Regions from separate parts of the Sus scrofa genome. Here region 1 is linked to region 2. Evidence: chromatin contacts called from public HiChIP or PLAC-seq data. All regions are on one chromosome and are shown on one strand. The core of a region is the stretch at or near the end of the contact, and the rest is flanking DNA. Distances in the headings are between cores, read along the strand shown.

Evidence for each region. HiChIP or PLAC-seq counts read pairs in DNA pulled down with a chosen protein or histone mark.
Region 1: a contact with region 2 is called in an H3K27ac HiChIP or PLAC-seq map of alveolar macrophages. The contact joins two enhancer-like sites. A contact is called at or near these places in 1 of 47 Hi-C or Micro-C datasets (skeletal muscle) and 2 of 2 datasets of contacts at active chromatin or transcription factors (alveolar macrophages and skeletal muscle).

The regions. Positions count from the first base shown.
Region 1 is chr13:198,753,263-198,756,952 of Sscrofa11.1, forward strand. No RefSeq gene overlaps it. Among named protein-coding and RNA genes, the nearest start is that of RUNX1, 120 kb to the left of the region's middle. Within about 2 kb of position 1,914, at least 10 of the 83 cell types and tissues checked have an H3K27ac peak or open chromatin away from gene starts, as enhancers often do. A contact at or near this core is called in alveolar macrophages, where this site is marked.
Region 2 is chr13:198,573,031-198,576,755 of Sscrofa11.1, forward strand. The region is part of intron 1 of RUNX1 (runt related transcription factor 1); the gene reads right to left. Among named protein-coding and RNA genes, the nearest start is that of RUNX1, 60 kb to the right of the region's middle. Within about 2 kb of position 1,756, at least 11 of the 83 cell types and tissues checked have an H3K27ac peak or open chromatin away from gene starts, as enhancers often do. A contact at or near this core is called in alveolar macrophages, where this site is marked.

The DNA of each region.
Region 1 (3,690 bases), core at 664-3,163, 180 kb after region 2:
GACTGGAGTGTTCCTGCCACAGACCCAGAAACTAGAGGCTGGAAGAGGAGAGGAAGACTCCATCCCCAGAAATTTCAGAGAGAGTATGACGATACCAATGCCTTGAGTTTAGACTTCCAGATTCCAGGACTGTGAAAGAGCTAAACTTTCTTTTTTTCTAAGCCACCAAGCTTGTGGTACTTTGTCACTGCAGCCCTAGGAAATCCACATGCCCATTTATTCAGAAAATCCTGCTAGAATGAAAATGTTTGAAAAAAATTTATTACTGGGAGAGGACTTTGAATTCAGCTCTGAGGATTTTTTTCCAGTAGATTATTGTCAGAATTTTTTCTTGAACTATTTTAAGTAAGACTGTGCAACAGGCTTGGCCATATCCATTGAGAACTATTGATCTAGAACATTCTAAGCAGGTCTAGGCCCTTCTTCCCTCTGGACTTGCATCGAGGAGCAGAATGGAGACATAAGGCCATGGCCTCTCTGGACCATGTCTCCTCTGGAGCAGCCAGTTCTGCTTGCCCTTAAGGACCAGAAAGAGTAAGGCCTGGGTGTTCATCCCTCAAGAGAACTTCTAGACTCTTCATGTTAACAGAAGGGTGTCCAGAACAAAGCCCTAGGAAACACAGTGGAGATCTGTGCGTTGATATCAGGCAGATGTGCAGATTCCCTGATTAGATGTCCATCGTACTCAGCTTGCTGGGTCTACAGGTCCAGGTAGACTTTGGTAATGAATGGCCCGTCTGCCTCCTGAGACCAACATGATGGGACCTGAGAAGAATGCTGCTTATTCTCAAGGTCCTCTCCTCATGCCCAACGGTCATTATCCCTGTCCCTGTGCCCTGCTCTCTGCAACTTGGGATGACCTCTGTGGGCACAACTGCATTCCTGGGCTGCCTTGCCTTTGGCAGGAGATTGCAGGAAGAAGGGAGAGGTCAAAGTGTTTCTTTTCTCTTCCCTCTTTACCTGCCTTGCGGGGGTTCCACTGGGGACCAGGTTGCCTGGCTACAGCTCCTGTTGGTGGCTGCTCTCCTGCAGCTCTAGAGCTCAGCACCACCCTTTCGGTAGCTAGTTGATAGTCCCTACATCCTTCACTGTCCCTTAAGACTTGCCCAAGAGTTTCTATACCTGTACAGAGTTCCTTTCATTAAATTCTCCCTAATTTCCACAATTTAAGAGCCAGCCATCCTTTTCCTTCCAGGAGTTAAATGGCTATGGGAAGCACCAAGAAATATTAGCAAATATTTGTTATCGTTATTGTTTTATTCTTGCTCCTGCCAAGAATAAAAGATGCAGTGAGGACCTGGAGCCTATCTTTACCTGTGAAAACCACACAGGATAAGCCTTTTTTAGTCTGTGTACCATCTTCATGGAAATCATAACTCCAAAAGAGCCTGAGAATTCTGAGAACACCTTGCTTTGTTCTATGCCTTTTATTTTTTAAAGAGTTTATATCTACTGGAGGAATGCTTGCAACTTCTTCTGGGACAAATCATAGAGATGCTATTAGCGCCTCTCCCATTTCTCATGCTTTTGCCCAAGGACATCTCAATGGCACGTGCACAACTTACACCCCATTCTTGTGGCTTTTCAGCCAGCTCTCTTTTCCACTGAGCTGGGAGGACTCCGTTATGGAGTTTCTTTTCTTCCTCCTACAACTTTTCTTTGGCAGATTCCCGAAGCAGAGAATCCAACAAAAACTCCCTGATTACAATGCAATGTACCAGCTCATGTTGTAAAAGGTCACTCCACTTCATGGCATCCTGTGACACACACACAAAATCAGCTTAGTCAGAGGCATGTGCCATCTGACTAACGATAGGACTTGAATTGGGCATTGTGCAGTGTAGCTGTAGCAGGTGGCCCTGTCACTCTACGGTACCCCGTGTCAAATGAGCAATGCCCAGTGGTGCCAAGAAACCTCATGAGTGAGTACAGAAAAATCTCCAGTGTCAGCCTGATGCAAGTGCTCTCTGCACACGGTACACACTCAGTGCCCAATAACAAGACCATGTCCAAAGCCAAATGGAACTTCAACAGCAAAGCAGAAGCTGCAAAAGCCAAATGGGGGAAGCACAGTGTGCCAGTTTAACTTCCTTGAAATTGCTGGTGCAGCCTCGGGAATCACAGAAAGATGGAGGAACCGTTGGCCGATGGAGGAAAAAACACTCAGTTAAAGAAAAGGCAAATAGAGACAAGTGCAGCAAGAGACAAATATGAGGTTCCTATTTATGAGTATTCTATACTCTAGGTAATGATGACTTGTCCCGAAGTTCCAACAGAGGTACAGATGTAAATCCTGAGTCAGTGTCTTTCGGAAAGCGTCATTGCATGCATAAATAAAAATGAAAAGAAAATTGGTTGCCTCTGAGTGGGTGGGGATTGACTGGCAATGAGCTTAAAAGAAATTTGTCTTGTTCTACATCTTGATAAGGGTTCATTATACATCTGTGTGCCTTTGTCAAAACTTTTAGAAGGATACATATAAGATTTCCTCATTTCACTGCAGGCAACTTTTTCCTAAAAATGTACATAAATAAATATTGAGCTCTTGCTAATGATATGCATAAGGAAATGCTTACAGATGAAGTGCATTGATGTCTGCAACTTGCTTTAAAATGCCTCAGAAGTCATATGGACTGATGGATAGAAAGATGAAAAGTTAGATAGATACATAAAGCAAATACAGCAAACTGTTAGTTGTAGAATCTAGACTGTGGGTATGAGTATTTTCTATAAATTGCTTCCAATGTTTTGTATGTTTGAAAGTTTCAGTTAAAAAATGCTGGGGAGGAGTTCCTGTCGTGGCTCAGTGGTTAACGAATCTGACTAGGAACCATAAGGTTGCGGGTTTAGTCCCTGCCCTTGCTCAGTGGGTTAACGATCCAGTGTTGCCGTGAGCTGTGGTGTAGGTTGCAGACGCGGCTCGGATCCCGCGTTGCTGTGGCTCTGGTGTAGGCTGGCGGCTACAACTCCGATTCGACCCCTAGCCTGGGAAACTCCATATGCCGCAGGAGCGGCCCAAGAAATAGCAAAAAGATAAATAAATAAATAAATAAATAAATAAATAAATAAATAAAATTTAAAAAAAATAAAAAATGCTGGAAAAAAAAAATGAAAAGAAATAGAAAGGAAAAATTCCAGGGCTTCTCAAGGAGTTGAGGATATTTTACAAAGGTGACATCATGCTGTCAAATTATTAAAATAATTGCTTTTAGAAATGCATACCTCATAGGATGAGACACAGGTAAAACTCAAAGTAAAATTGAATTCTCCCAAACTGAATCTGGCTATAAAAAGCCGTCCCTAGGGTGATGAATAGGGATTTATGTGGGAAGATACATGAGTGTGGCAAGATTGCAAGAGATGTGTGATTTTGAAGAGAACCTTCCTTCTTTTCTTTCTCTCTTTCTCTCTTTCTCTCTCTCTCTCTCTCTCTTTCTCTCTTTCTCTTTCTTATCCAGCAATGCTGGATCCACGCTGCATCTGTGACCCATGCCACAGCTGTTGCAATGCCAGATCCTTGACCCACTGAGCGAGGACAGAGCTCAAGGATTCACAACTTCAGGGATACTACTTGGGTTCGTAACCTGCTGATCCACACAGGAACTCCAGAAGAGGCTATTTCTTAAAAAGCACTTTAAGGCTGAAGATTGACTCAGTCCCTCCCCCTGGCACTCCCACTCCATTGTTTTA
Region 2 (3,725 bases), core at 506-3,005:
ATGCCATCCCCCTGGGGGTACCTCTCATGTGGTCACTTTGAGAAAGACACATGGAGCCAATTTCAGTCACTCTTAAAACTTCCAAGAAGAACAAAAGGCAAACTTTCCAAATATAATGAACTTGATAATGAACTAGAACAAAGAGCATTCTAGATATAGGCACAGTAAGTTAGCTGTGCAGTAGGTAATAGAAAATACATGGAGCTGGAGTTCCCGTTGTGGCTCAGCAGTAACAAAACTGACGAGGATCCATGAGGTTGCAGGTTTAATCCCTGGCCTCGATCATGGTGTTGCCATGAGCTGTGGTGTAGGACGCAGACGCAGCATGGATCTAGCGTTGCTGTGGTATAGGCCAGCAGTTGTAGCTCCAATTCAGCCCCTATGCTGGGAACTTCCATATGCTTCCGGTGTGGCCCTAAAAAGTGAAAAGAAAATATAAGAAAATACAAGGAGCTATTAGCGATGGGATAACACAAACCATTATTTGAAAATAGAACTATTTTGGAGAGAAGAACAATTTGGAGCTCCTGTGTTCCTGGTGACTTTCCACTCGATTTGCCTTCTCAGGTCAAACACCATTACTGTGGGGCACCATGGGGTTGCAGGAGAATACTGGCCTGTCTGCTCATTCCCACACACATGCACACCAACACACACAAGCAACAGAGGAATGGGACAGTGGTGGGCAGGGGGAACTTGGATTAAATGCAATGGCCTAATTTCTTCCACATCACTCATTGAAATTCCCCACTCACTCATTTTCCTAAAAGCTGATTTTCTCATATACTTTGAAGTTAGGCAAGTGGGTTTGAGGAAAGTCATATTCCCTTTGAGGTGTCTGCCTAGGAACATGCCAAATTATCTCAAGAGCCCCTTCAGCAACAGGAGAAGGCTCCCTGGGGTAAGTGAAGATGGAGAAAAATCCTAACCCAAGAAATATGGAGCTCATTTTGACAGTCATTGGATGGCTTAGTGGTTCCAGAGCAACCAGGGGAAATAAGGTTTTCTTGATGGTTGACATTCAAAGTTTTCATAAGAAAATTAAAAATATGATCAATATTTTATAACAACTTTAAGTGGAGTATAATCCATAAAAATATTGAGTCTCCATGTGTTATACCTGAAACCAATAGAACATGGTAAATCAACTACACTTCAAAAAATAAAAAGAATCTTAGAAGCAATTTCATAAATGTGGAGGAAGGGTAGGATATTTACCCAAGATGTAAACTGTCTAAATGAAATGATCCATTATCTTTTTTCCATCGGTGAGGGTCTCACGCAAGCTTTCCTGTTTTAAACTCATGCACATCTACATCGACAGTGTTTATGCTTGCAGAGAAATTGCTCAATAGATGTAGGTTGATCTAAAAAAAACCCCAGACATTGGTATTTGTATCTATATGAGATGATGGATGCAACGAATCTTATTGTGGTCATCATTTCACAGTACATGTAAATCTTTATGTTGTACACCTCAGACTTCCCAGAACTGTCTATCAGTTATATCTCAATAAGGGGGGCGGGGAGAATGGAAGAAAAAAAAAAAGCTGGCATTCAGTTCCAGCCTAAACATTGTTTGGGAACCTCTGTTCCTGTCCACCCTCAGAGACCTCAGCCAAATTCTGGGGCGGTTGGTTTGGTTTCCTGGCTGGAATTGCGACACCGTTGGGGCAGAGTCTTGTAGCTGCAGACAAGCCTGTGAACAGGGTGTCAGGAAGTCCGGGAAAGCATGAGTCAGCTCAGCGCTGGCACCCTTGGCATCAGGGCTCCAGAGGAAACTTGACCAGTAGCCGAAGTCAACAAAGGGTGTGAAGCAAGCCGCACAGCCTGGGGGAGACTGGAGGGGGGGCAGGCAGCTGGCTGTGAGCAGGGTCAGGGAGGGCCCGCCAGCGTGTCCCCATGAACCCCACACACCAGACTCCACCCTTCCCAGCAGAGACGATCCAACCCTTTCAGCTCTGACCACAACGGGTGGAATTTAATGACCTGGGAACTAATTTCTCGCTGGTTTGGGCAAACTAAAAAAGATAGAATGAGTAATGCATTAAAATCATCTTTTTTCCTAATTGAAAAAAAAAAGTATTACAATTCTGTTTGAGACTTGACGTCTTTGGAATCAACATTGCAAACTTCTGGGAGATAATTCGAGATCAAAATGTGTAAATGCTCTCATTTACTTATATTCCTGCATTGACCTGGGCATTGTTTACAGCAAAGGCTCTTGGAACCAGGAACTAAGAGTTGCTTAGATCTTTCTGTCCCTTTTTGTCTCTTGGCCTGTACGTGTAGGTACAGGTGTGTCTTTATGTAGGTATGTCCTTGTATGCATGGTTTCTTCTATCCATCACTGCTCCCTTCTAGAATATTCCTGCCCCACCTTCAGCATAGACTCACTTTTTAGAATTTTGAACCCTGAGAATCAGCAGAAATTCCTGGTCTGTGTTTGAATATCTTGAACCTGTCTGCAGCCTACCCTTAGGTGTGGAGAGGAATGGAAACTCCGACTTGTAGGATGGGGGAGCAGTGGGACCACCCCCACTTCACAGGGCAGAGATCCTTCCCAAAGTACCATCCTGGGAGCATCTCCAGGGTGTGATCTGACTTAACCAAGCTTCACCTCCACTTCTGTCCCTCAGCCTTGCTGTGGAGCTCAGATGTAATGACACTGCTCCAAAGAGCATGAGAAGGGAGTTAAATTGTGGGCAAAGTGAGAACAGCCTGGGATAGGTGCAGGAGAGGAAGTGGAAGGAACAAGACTCTTAGGGCTGAGTCGAGTCTTAGGGCCCAAGACGACTGTGGGGCTGAGGTCAGAGGCCGGGGGGCTCCTACTGGAAGGGAAAAGGCTGGAGAGGTGGACTCCCTTAGTCCTGCTGTGCCTGCCTCTGGCCCTTGGCTCCTCTTTCTCAGACCTGCAAGAAGAGTCCATTAGATCAGCCCACCACACACATCTAGAAGTTTCTGAGTATTGCAGGCAACTCAAAGACAGAAACTTCGGCCTAAAAGCAGACGTTTTGGATCAATGTTGCCACTTAAATAACAGCTTGAAAAAGAAAATTCAGATCCTCCTCTCTTTCTGTCTCCTTCCCCACTTGACTTCGTAACCCATGTCCTCTCTATTAAAACTCTAAGTGGAAAAAAAAGTTAGTTTCACAAAGATTCTCTACAGAAAGTGTAGCTGTAAATTATCCAGAAAGTTAGGCATTTCTGCATCACAGCTTTCTCCTGAGCTTATTGCTTTTCTTTACATTATGAGGCCAGGATGTTAAAAACAAAAATCAGAAAAAAAAAATCAACCAATAATAAGATTTTAGACCCTGAGCAAGATGACATAGATGCTATCAAAATAGTTTGCAAAATTATGGAAACATTGCTACATTTTCCATAGGGTTAACTTTTGAGACCAAAAAAAAAAAAAAAAAAAAAAAAAAAACTAATTTGGAACTTGAGATTTCTTTGAAAAAAAAATTCCCTTAACCAAACTGAAGACATTTACCAGGGAGAAGAAAATGACTAACTTGTAGTTTCCACAATGAGAAACACATTCCCATGGCTTCTGGCCACTTTCTATCATTACGTGATGGGCTTAAATTGCATTCATTTATAATGAGTTAAAAATATGAATGAAATCTTTAAATTAGTCAAAATAACGTCATGCTTTAAACATCCTCCCCTGCAAAGATAGAGAGGATATTGGATGGCAATTGACCTGACGATTGTTTCTG